Linked DNA regions of Sus scrofa: regions 2 and 3 are each linked to region 1. Evidence: chromatin contacts called from public Hi-C and HiChIP or PLAC-seq data. All regions are on one chromosome and are shown on one strand. Each heading gives the region's core, a stretch centred on a gene start, on an enhancer-like site or on the middle of the called end of the contact. The rest is flanking DNA. Distances are from core to core; before and after follow the strand shown.

Region 1 (3,194 bases), core at 505-3,004:
AATTCCCTGGCCAGTGACTGAATCTGAGCCACAGCTGTGACTTACGCAGCAACCATGGCAACGCCCGGGATCCTTTAACCCACAGCACACAGGCCAACGATGGAACCCACACCTCTACAAAGACCCAAGCTGCTGCAGTTGGATTCTTAACCCACTGCGCCTTGAGGGAACTCCTCTTGCTTGTTTTTATGTATTCAAACAAGCTTTTATATGTTTGAAGTATTTTCTGCTTGTTATTTGGTGCATTTTCCTTCTTAAAATCTTGTCCAGTTTTTACATTTTTGAATGTTAGTCTTCCTCTGCAGTGTCTTCTATTGTTTCAAAGCTTTGCGAATGTTGACATTTAGCCATAAATCTCTCTTATACTTATTAATATAGTGTTTCTATGACTGTTCTTTAAAATATGTAGAATTTTAATCCACATGGAGTTTATTTTGATGTATAAGTGGAATTTACATTTTTCCCTCCAAATTTTCATTCATTTATCCAAGCATTCCTTACTAAGTAATCCTACCTTAAACCTGTGTTTGGAAATACTACTTTACTGTGTGTCCCATCAGGATTTTAGGGGCATACGTATATTTATTCAGCTTCATTCCTTTCAGTTGACCTCAGCTTCTATTTTTGGCTCTGGTTTCAGCCGTAGCCCTAATAGTACAAAGAGACATTTCGCCCCCTGCAGGCTGCCAGTGGTCTCACAGGACCAGGAAAGCTTGCGGCAGGGCGGAGGGGCGCTCGCTACCTAACACTAGGCCGGATTCGAGGGAGAGAGCTGGAATGGATGTGTTGCTCTGTCTTTGCAGGAGGATTTCGGACCCTTTTGACCGGCTTCCTTCTGTCCAGGTCTCCTGAGGCTTCCAGCTTCCGGGATCGCATGTCTCTAGTACCCAGTAGAGCTGAGCCTTTATGTAGCTGTCACGTGGAGACAGTCTCCTTCGGGTTCTCCCTTTAGCGTCTCTCTTTCCAATTACGTGACCCATGGCCCATGACTCGTGGTTCTGGCCTCCTGCGAGGAATTCGGCGGCACCCAGGCACTGTGCCCTGGTCGTTTCTGGGCGCTGACTTTCCAGCTCACTCAGAAGCTGCTCGCTGGGCCCACGTATTCCCCCCATCCCCCACTTCCCCGACCGTCCCCCCATCCTTCTCAGCACATCAGTGACTGTACCCACTCCTAACAAGCTCACTATTGAAGTATTGTTGAAGCAGACACAGTTCAAATATTTTATTTATTCAACAGATGCACACATACCTACTGTGTGCCAGATACTGTTGTTATATGAGTCAACAGCCCCTGGACTGAGCCAGCCCAGGCCTCCTAGAACCCACCAAATTTGGATGTTAAAGTGGAAATCAGGTCTTTGAGCATCTCAGGGAATGAATAAGGAGCCGGGAAGGGGATCGTCCTGGAGTCGTCAGGGATGGGGAATGGGCTGGGCTGTGCGCCCCTCTCGCCACTGTCTCGGCTTCAATCCTCCAGCCACTGTGGAAGGGGAGGGTGTCCGGGAATCCCACGGCCTCCAGCCTGGCGCCACCCCGCCGGAGCCCGGGGCGGGTTGAGAGCGCGACCCGACAGCGCCACCGCCATCGCGGCGCCGGGTACTACGCCCACCCGCCCCCGGGCAGGAAGACGGCGCGGTCCCCGGTCCCCGCCAGGCTTCCATCGCGTCCAGGCGAGGGAGCTCACAGGCAGGACATTCCGCGGCTCGCCGCGGCGGTGACGGCCGCCTACGCCCGGGCCCCTCGGAACTCCACCCAGGGGCGCTCACCCTGAGAGACCTCAAGGGCTTCGCCGCGCCCTCGGGCCCGCCCCGGTTATTCTTTAGTCACGGGCTGACAGTCCACGTCCGGAAAACCCGGCGATAACTGGAGAATAAAACGTAAATACAGGTGAGCCAAGCAGCGGTTGCAACATTTCCGTGAGAAAACCCCCCGAAAAGCAGGGGTGGGCTTCCCGGTCCGGAGCCCTGCGCCCTCCAGTGCATGGGCCCTGGGGCGGAGGGAGAGGCAGCAGGGTCCACTCCCTTGTAGCCACTTGGGGGACAGCCTTGCTGCAGTTATAGGGGACCCCTGGGACATAAGACCCCTTTTCACGTGCTCCTGGACCGGCAGGACATTTGCCGCCTCTCTAGAGAATATACAGAGCAACAAGTCTTTGAATTAGTATTTCTTTTAAATTAGTTTGTATTTATTTATCACAAACCTGTCAGCAGATGAAAAACAGCATCCACGTTGTCCATCTGGTATGTAAGGCATTGTATTTATTCAGGTCCAGCAGGGGTTCTTAATCTAGGGGTTCAGGGCCAAGTAGGACTTAGGGGTCCATGAAAACCTTGAAATTGTTTCCACTTGGGGGGCTGATGTGCCTTTTTTTCTGGTGGTAAGTTCCTTAGCTTTTATGATTCCCGTTGTTTGGAATCTTAGTTTGATTAAGAAAAACTGGTCTAAAGTTAACATTCAGGTGGGTTTCTAGATTGAGAAGTCCTGATACTAACAGGAGGCCAGAGACCCATGAATCTGGACTCCCCCATGGAAGAGTTGGTCATTAGAGCCTGGACTTGACTCTCCTTAAGACAAGCCCCTTACCCCCCACCCCCCAAAAAAAAACCCTTTGGGGCACAGTTGGTTTCATTTTAAGGCCAAGTTAGGTTCAAGCAGATTTACTTCTGCATTTCTCTTCGCTTAAATAGAAATATCTCTCTGGTGGGTTTTTTCCCCCAGTTAGTCATGCAAACGCTCTATGCATCACTTACCACTGGGTTTCAGCCTCTGGGGCAGCCCTCTGCACAGGCAGGCCTGGGACCCCTCTGCCTTTGCAAAGGAGTGTCTGGGGGAACTTGGGTGCTGACCTCACTGTGCTGGGATTTTCCTCAGGCAATGTGCCCAGGGAGTTAACACGTGTTCCTTTTAAGGAAAAAAGTATACAAGATTTGTTTTTTTTTAATTGTGAAGGAAAAAAAAAAAAAAAAAAGATCGCAAAACCACCCATAATCCCACTAATAGGCCTAATAATAATTTGTTTTGCTTTAAATGTCGGCTCACTTAATGTGCACACATTTTGCATTGCCGTGATTATGGCAACACAGTAATTACATATTGAGAGCTGCTCTGTTTCACAGTCTACTATTTTCCTTTAACATACCATTAACATTTTACTATCTTCATAATTAGTGTTTTTAATGGCTGTATACTTTTTC
Region 2 (3,230 bases), core at 455-2,954, 88 kb before region 1:
GGTATAATCTAGGCGGATTTGCTCAGTACCTTTGGGAAGGCCCTCCCTTCCTCCCCAGCTCTTATCAGGAGACAGATCCCTTAGCGACCCAGCAGGTCTGCAGTGAGGACAGACTGCACTGGCTTTGACCCTTTGAAGGGAGTTAGTTCTCATTTGGGACCCATGGAGCCTGACCAACAATCTCCCTCCACTTGACATCATCCCTACGTTACACACGGAAAAAGGCCAGGCCGGCACCGTTTTTTCATCCCTGTGGCCACTTTTACTGCTCCCACTCTGTGTGCCAAATCTGCAGTGGGTGGGGGCTGAAGGATTCCAGGAGACAGGTGGCAAGTGAAAATGACAGCAAGAAGGCAAAAAGGATACTCAGTAGTAAATTAGAGTTCAGACGCAGTGTTTACTTTCGAAATTTGGGGCCAGTGCTGGCATGATGGTGGTAGAGGAGGAGGAAGATCGGGAGGAGACAGCATCTGGAAAGGGAGACAGGATGAGGAAGTAGTAGAATCATGAAGGGAGGAAGAGGTAGCATTTGCAGCAGTGGCCAGGAGGGCATGGCCTGGGAAATGGGGTTCCAGAGTCTGGAGTGCTGCTAACGAAGAAAGGGGCTGAGTTGACAGGACCCTGGGTAGGCAGACTCCGCAGCATTCAGTGCTGTGGTGGAGTGTCCTGGGAAGCGAGTGGTCACCTTTGTGATGGTGGTCGCATGGGGCTAATCCAGTTGCTCATCCTGGAAGAAGTGGCACCACCAAAGGAGGAGGTGACAGAGGGGCGTGGTGGAAAGGTAATCGTGGTGGCCTCCATGACTATGGGGAAGGAGCTGGGCTTGGAAAGGAAGAAGGAATGCTGGCCCATTCCCTTGGAGTCCACCAGGTCCGTGGGCACCTATACCGTAGTGGACTCCACCATGAGCTATTTGATGAGCCTCTGAGGCTGATGAAGCCAACAAACCGAGGCCACATCTGCTGCGGGTTTCACACAATGCAGTCGCTGCAGCATAAGGGCATAACGCCTGTGAGGGCTAGGCTGCCCCTCCATCGTCTCCTTTCGCCCCTCTCCCGCCATCACGAGCTCCCAGGCGGGTGGGCGGCCTCGGGCTCAGGCAGCGCCCTCTGCGGCCGCCTGCAAATCGACTCCCTGCCCTCACACCCCTCCCCAAGAGAGGTGGTCCGCGGGCAGTTAGGAGATGGGTTGTGGAGGGGACACGGGCCAGGGAGGGTTGGTGAGTGGTGTGGAAGAGGGGAGGCCAGCCAGCAGGTCGGGGAGCCGTGGGGCGCTTTTGCAGCCAGCTAAGAAGCCTCTTGCCCGCCGGCCCGCGACTGCTGCTGTTGCTGATGATGCCGCCACCGAACCCGCTGCCTGCAAGCTCTCCAGCCTCTCCAGCATCCTGGGGGCGCCGAGGCAGACCCGCATCCGCGGAAGCCTGTCTACGTCGGCCTGGGTATTGAGCCTCCTCCCAGGCCAAGCCGGCTGGCTGCGAACCGCCGCGCAGGAGAGAGTCATTCCCATACAGAAGCCGGGGGCGGCAGGCCGGGCCGCTGCAACGGGGACATTAGGTGCTGCTCCGTGAGTCCCCGGCAAGTTGCACCGGTCCTCCATCCGCCTGCCGCCAAGCTTCGGTCTGCACTGTCTGGGAGAGAGCAATCCGAGCTCGGAGGAAAGCGGCAGGGCTGCGCTCACTATCCCGCTTCAGCCTCCACACTGGGTCCTGGTCCAAGTCAAACTCGTGTGAACAGCGCCGCCTGGCGCCGCAGGTCGAGGGCAGGGACCAGCCCTGCGCCCAAGGCCAAGCTAACCGATTGCCACTGAGGGTACCCCAACAGCCACAGAAGATTCCAAAGCACTGCCTGGCGCCTCTGCTCCTTTGGGCTTGAAGGGGAGATATGAAAGGACAGCCCTCTGTTGGGGATCCCAGGGAACAAGGACCCTGGGGTGGTAGGTGGCTCCAGGTGATAGGGGAGCCAGTCAGTGGGTGTGGTGTGCTCCTAGCCACCGCAGGCTGGGCTTCAGGCTCAGTAGCGCCTCCCACCAACACCTAATGGTAGTTTTCTTTCCTTGTTTGTTTGTTTGTTTGTTTGTTTTTCTTCACCTCCCTCCCTTTATTAGGGCCATGCCTGCAGCATATGGAAGTTACCTGGCTAGGGGTTGAATGGGAGCCACAGCCACAGGAACTTGGGATATGAGGGGCATCTGTGACCTACACCACAGCTCAGGGCAATGCTGGATCCTTTAATCCGCTGCGCCAGTCCAGGGATGGAACTGCATACTCCTGGACACTAGTTGGGCTGGTTACCACTGAGCCACAATGGGAACTTCCTAATGGTGATTTTCTAATGCATACAAAATATATAAATGATCCAAGCAAACCCCTGCTTGGAAGTGTGTGGCAAAAGCAGCTCCGCACCCACTGAGTGTGAGCCCCTGAGCCAGTCTCCCATGCAGAAGCAGGGGTGAGGGGTCAGAGACACTGCAGGCTGCAGTGTATGGTGGGAGGGTGATCCAGAGCTCCTCTGCCTGACTGTGAGGGCTGCTGGATGGAGAGCCCTTTCCCTCTTTCTGAGAGAGTCTGGATGTCGACTTCAAACAAAACTAAAGTACAACCTAAAAGTGGAGAGTTGTTTTAATTGGGGCAAAATGAGGACTTAAGCCTGGAAGGCAGCAAGCATGTCAAGCAACCCTGAGAAACCTGCTCAGAGGAGGTAAGGAAGGAGTTAGGTTATGTGGAGTTTTTGCAACCAAGGGCAGGCAGTAGGAAGAAAAACTTACTACTATTAACAGAAAACCAGATATCTCAAGGAATTAAGCACTTTTCCCTGGGAAGATGCAAAGGTCTGGGGTCCCTGAAATCATTCTTTTGACAGTTATCTGGGGCCAGGGTTTCCTCAGGGAAAGTGTTAGGAGTGGCTTCAGTGTGATGGCTGCTAGAGGGCAGGTATTCTTTGTTTCCTTCCTGAGACCCCTCAGGGCTCACATGTTCACACTTGGAAGTGGCTGCAGACACTGATGACTGGGACATCCTTTGCTTTTGTTTTGTTTTTTAAATGGCCAGGCTATTTTTCAGATAGCTCTGAAATAGAGCTTCAAAGAGGCAGGGAGAAATAATATCAGTGTATCTGTGATCAAGGTGAAGGGGGAGGTGCATGCAGCCATGCACACAAGTTCACAAGTTTTCTTTGGTCTCATGAAGGTTTCTACTGGTCACAAGGAGCAGACATCATTATGAAAGATTTTAC
Region 3 (3,038 bases), core at 500-2,999, 110 kb after region 1:
TTTCAAGTACAGTTAACTTTGAGAAGTTCGTCTTTTGAAGACCTGCTTAAATGATCACATTTCTAAAAGTACTTTGATTTCATGTGTATATCCATACTCATTCACCTTAAAGATCCCATAGTGTGTTGTTGTTGAGTGAAAAAAACAGATGGAGCAGCAAGTTCTTGTGGCCCCTTTTATGGAATAACTTGTGTATAGTGCTGCCCAGAGGATGAGTGCCAAAGTGTTATTGTATTATAATTATTATATATTATTTTTATCTATTATTATTATTATTTCATCTTTTTAGGGCCACCTCTGTGGCATTTGGAGGTTCCCAGGCTAGGGGTCGAATCGAAGCTATAATTGCTGGCCTACACTACAGCCACAGCAACGTGGGATCCGAGCCATGTCTGCAGCCTACACCACAGGTCACAGCAACGCTGGATCCTTAACCCACTGAGTGAGGCCAAGGATCAAACCTGCATCCTCATGGTTGCTAGTCAATTCGTTTCTGCTGAGTCACAACGGGAACTCCTATATATTATTTTTATAAAATCAGAAAGATACCCTTTACTTTTGGGAAAAAAATACCTTTATATAGTAAAGTTGCATTTTTTTTTTTTTTTGGAGGTTTTTTGCCACACCCAGTTAATCCTCCCCACCTACTTTTGCCTCCTGTTATTATCTTGGAACAAATCCCAGGCATTTTATTTTATCTAAAAATATTCCAGTAGGTATCCCTAAATGATAAGGAATTAAAAAACCCTCACAGTGCTATTAATGTTCGGAGTCCTGAGTCTCTTATTATCTTTGTATAGCTTTTGGTGGGGAAGTGGGGAGTGGCTATCTCAGAGTGTCGAAATGTCTCTGTAAACTTTTTTTTTCTTTTTTCTTTTTCTTTTTTTTTTTTTTTTTTTTGTCTTTTTGTCTTTTTAGGGCTGCACCTGAAGCATATGGAGGTTTCCAGGCTAGGGGTCTAATCGGAGCTGTTGCTGCCAGCCTACGCCAGAGCCACAGCAATGCAGGATCTAGCTGAGTCTATGACCTATACCACAGCTCACAGCAATGCCGCATCCTTTACCCACTGAGCAAGGCCAGGAATCGAACCCGAAACCTCATGGTTCCTGGTCGGATTCATTTCTGCTAAGCCACGACGGGAACTCCTGTAAACTTTTTTTTTTCTTTAAAGATTTTTATTTTTTCATTATAAGTTGATTTACAATGTCCTGCCAATTTCAGCTATACAATAAAGTGACTGAGTCATATATATGTGTGTATGTGTATACACACACACACATTCTTTTTCTCACATTATCCTCCATCATGCTCCATCACAAGTGACTAGATACATTTCCCTGTGCTATACAGCAGGACCTCATTGCTTATCCACTCCAAATGCAGTAGTTTGCCTCTGCATGTGCTTGCGTGAATTTGAGTGCAGTGCCCTGCCTTCATAGCTCCTCAAAGGGTTTATGATCCGCAAAGGGTAAGAACCATTGATATTCATGTATTGGTGACCCTACATCAGATCATGGAGTAGGCAAGAATATCAAGGAAGAGGTATTAGCTCTTATAAATAAAAGGACAGGCATTCATATCAGATTTAATCTTTCATAGGGTTACATGATGAAAAAAGGCCATAGACGGAAAAACTGGACCGAACGCTGGTTTGTACTAAAACCCAACATAATTTCTTACTATGTGAGTGAGGATCTGAAAGATAAGAAGGGAGACATTCTCTTGGATGAGAACTGCTGTGTGGAGGTGAGTCAACTGTTAACCTCTGTCCAGTGCTGCCCCCTGCTGTTCAAGTAGTTTATCTTCCATCTTCTAGACGCTAGAGCCTTAAAAGTAATCTTAAAATTTGCATTTCCAAAATAATATATGCTTACGGTTGCTATAATTTCTGAACCAAAACTTAAAGATACCTGACAAAAACTTTTTTTCTAATGTGAATTTATTTTTTTGTCTTATACTTGAGGACAAGGTATAGTGATTAATCTCATTTATTTGTACATTTAAGGAATCATTTATTGAATAAATGGAGTCATAAAAAAGGAAGTAAAGAAAAAAATTTCAGGATTTCCCATTTTGGTGCAGCAGAAACGAATCTGACTAAGAACCATGAGGTTTCAGGTTCGATCCCTGGCCTCACTCAGTGGATTAAGGATCTGGTGTTGCCTTGAGCTGTGGTGTAGGTCGCAGACGTGGCTTGGTTCCTGTGTTGTTGCAGATGTGACCCCTGATTAGACCCCTAGCCTGGGAACCTCCATATGCCACAGGTGTGGCCCTAAAAAAGCAAAAAAAAAGAAAGAAAGAAAGAAAGAAAAATTTTAGTAAGACAGTATTTGAAATCATGAATATGCCAGAAAATCTGGACCATTTTTGAGCGTAATAAATAGAACAAAAGAAGATGTGAGCGTTGCCTTCGAATGGTTAGAGTGACTTTAGGATACTTTATTCACAGGGGCTAATTCTGTAAAGAAGTGAAGTCCTCAAGAACATAAAGTTTAGAATTTTTATTTTTATTTATTTATTTGGCCTTGCCATGGCTTATGGAAGTTCCTGGGCCAGGGATTGAACCCTCGCCCATAGCAGCAACCCAAGCTGCTGCAGTGACAACACTGGATCCTTAACCTCCTGCACAAGGGAACTCCGAGTTTTTAATTTATGTCTGATCTATGACCACATCTGTATTTGTTGAAAAACATTTGAAATACCTAAGATCCCATTCATAAATGATAAGATGTTTTGGTGGATGAAATGGTTCTGTATTAATGTCATAGGGTGTGCAGTGCCCAGTCAGGGGTCTTAGATTCAGCTAAACATGGAGACTCATACAAGATTACCATAAGCCGTACCAGTCTGCTTATAAGGATATGGCATGGGAGCCAGAGCTGGTCTGCCACAGCATCCCTGGTGCAAGGATAGGAGAGACGCATCTGGAAGGTGTGGGAATCACCCTGGGTTAGAAGCCTCATTTCTCATGGGAGTCAGTACCTACTGTGACAGGTACATGGGTGTATCCTCCAGGGTTCTTGTAAGAGGTGTGCTCA

What was found. Hi-C and Micro-C count contacts between places; a contact is called where the count stands out from the background. HiChIP or PLAC-seq counts read pairs in DNA pulled down with a chosen protein or histone mark.
Region 2: a Hi-C map of omental adipose tissue shows a contact between it and region 1, with 1.7 times the contacts expected there. The contact joins the enhancer-like site here to the promoter of LOC106509418 in region 1. A contact is called at or near these places in 1 of 5 promoter capture datasets (liver), 22 of 47 Hi-C or Micro-C datasets (adipose tissue, alveolar macrophages, blood and 13 more) and 2 of 2 datasets of contacts at active chromatin or transcription factors (alveolar macrophages and skeletal muscle).
Region 3: an H3K27ac HiChIP or PLAC-seq map of alveolar macrophages shows a contact between it and region 1. The contact joins the enhancer-like site here to the promoter of LOC106509418 in region 1. A contact is called at or near these places in 1 of 5 promoter capture datasets (liver), 23 of 47 Hi-C or Micro-C datasets (alveolar macrophages, blood, brain and 13 more) and 2 of 2 datasets of contacts at active chromatin or transcription factors (alveolar macrophages and skeletal muscle).

Annotation. Positions count from the first base shown.
Region 1 is chr2:49,855,972-49,859,165 of Sscrofa11.1, reverse strand. LOC106509418 (40S ribosomal protein S4, X isoform-like) reads left to right here and starts at 1,754. Exons shown (of 3, transcript XM_021083337.1): 1 at 1,754-1,887. LOC106509420 (a long non-coding RNA gene) reads right to left here. Exons shown (of 3, transcript XR_001306964.2): 1 at 2,751-3,194; 2 at 2,201-2,286; 3 at 617-1,863.
Region 2 is chr2:49,943,990-49,947,219 of Sscrofa11.1, reverse strand. No RefSeq gene overlaps it. Among named protein-coding and RNA genes, the nearest start is that of WEE1, 51 kb to the right of the region's middle. Within about 2 kb of position 1,704, at least 16 of the 83 cell types and tissues checked have an H3K27ac peak or open chromatin away from gene starts, as enhancers often do. A contact at or near this core is called in adipose tissue, mesenteric adipose tissue and omental adipose tissue, where this site is marked.
Region 3 is chr2:49,743,897-49,746,934 of Sscrofa11.1, reverse strand. It overlaps SWAP70 (switch-associated protein 70), which reads left to right. Exons shown (of 12, transcript XM_003122981.6): 5 at 1,600-1,746. Among named protein-coding and RNA genes, the nearest start is that of SWAP70, 60 kb to the left of the region's middle. Within about 2 kb of position 1,749, at least 3 of the 83 cell types and tissues checked have an H3K27ac peak or open chromatin away from gene starts, as enhancers often do. A contact at or near this core is called in alveolar macrophages, where this site is marked.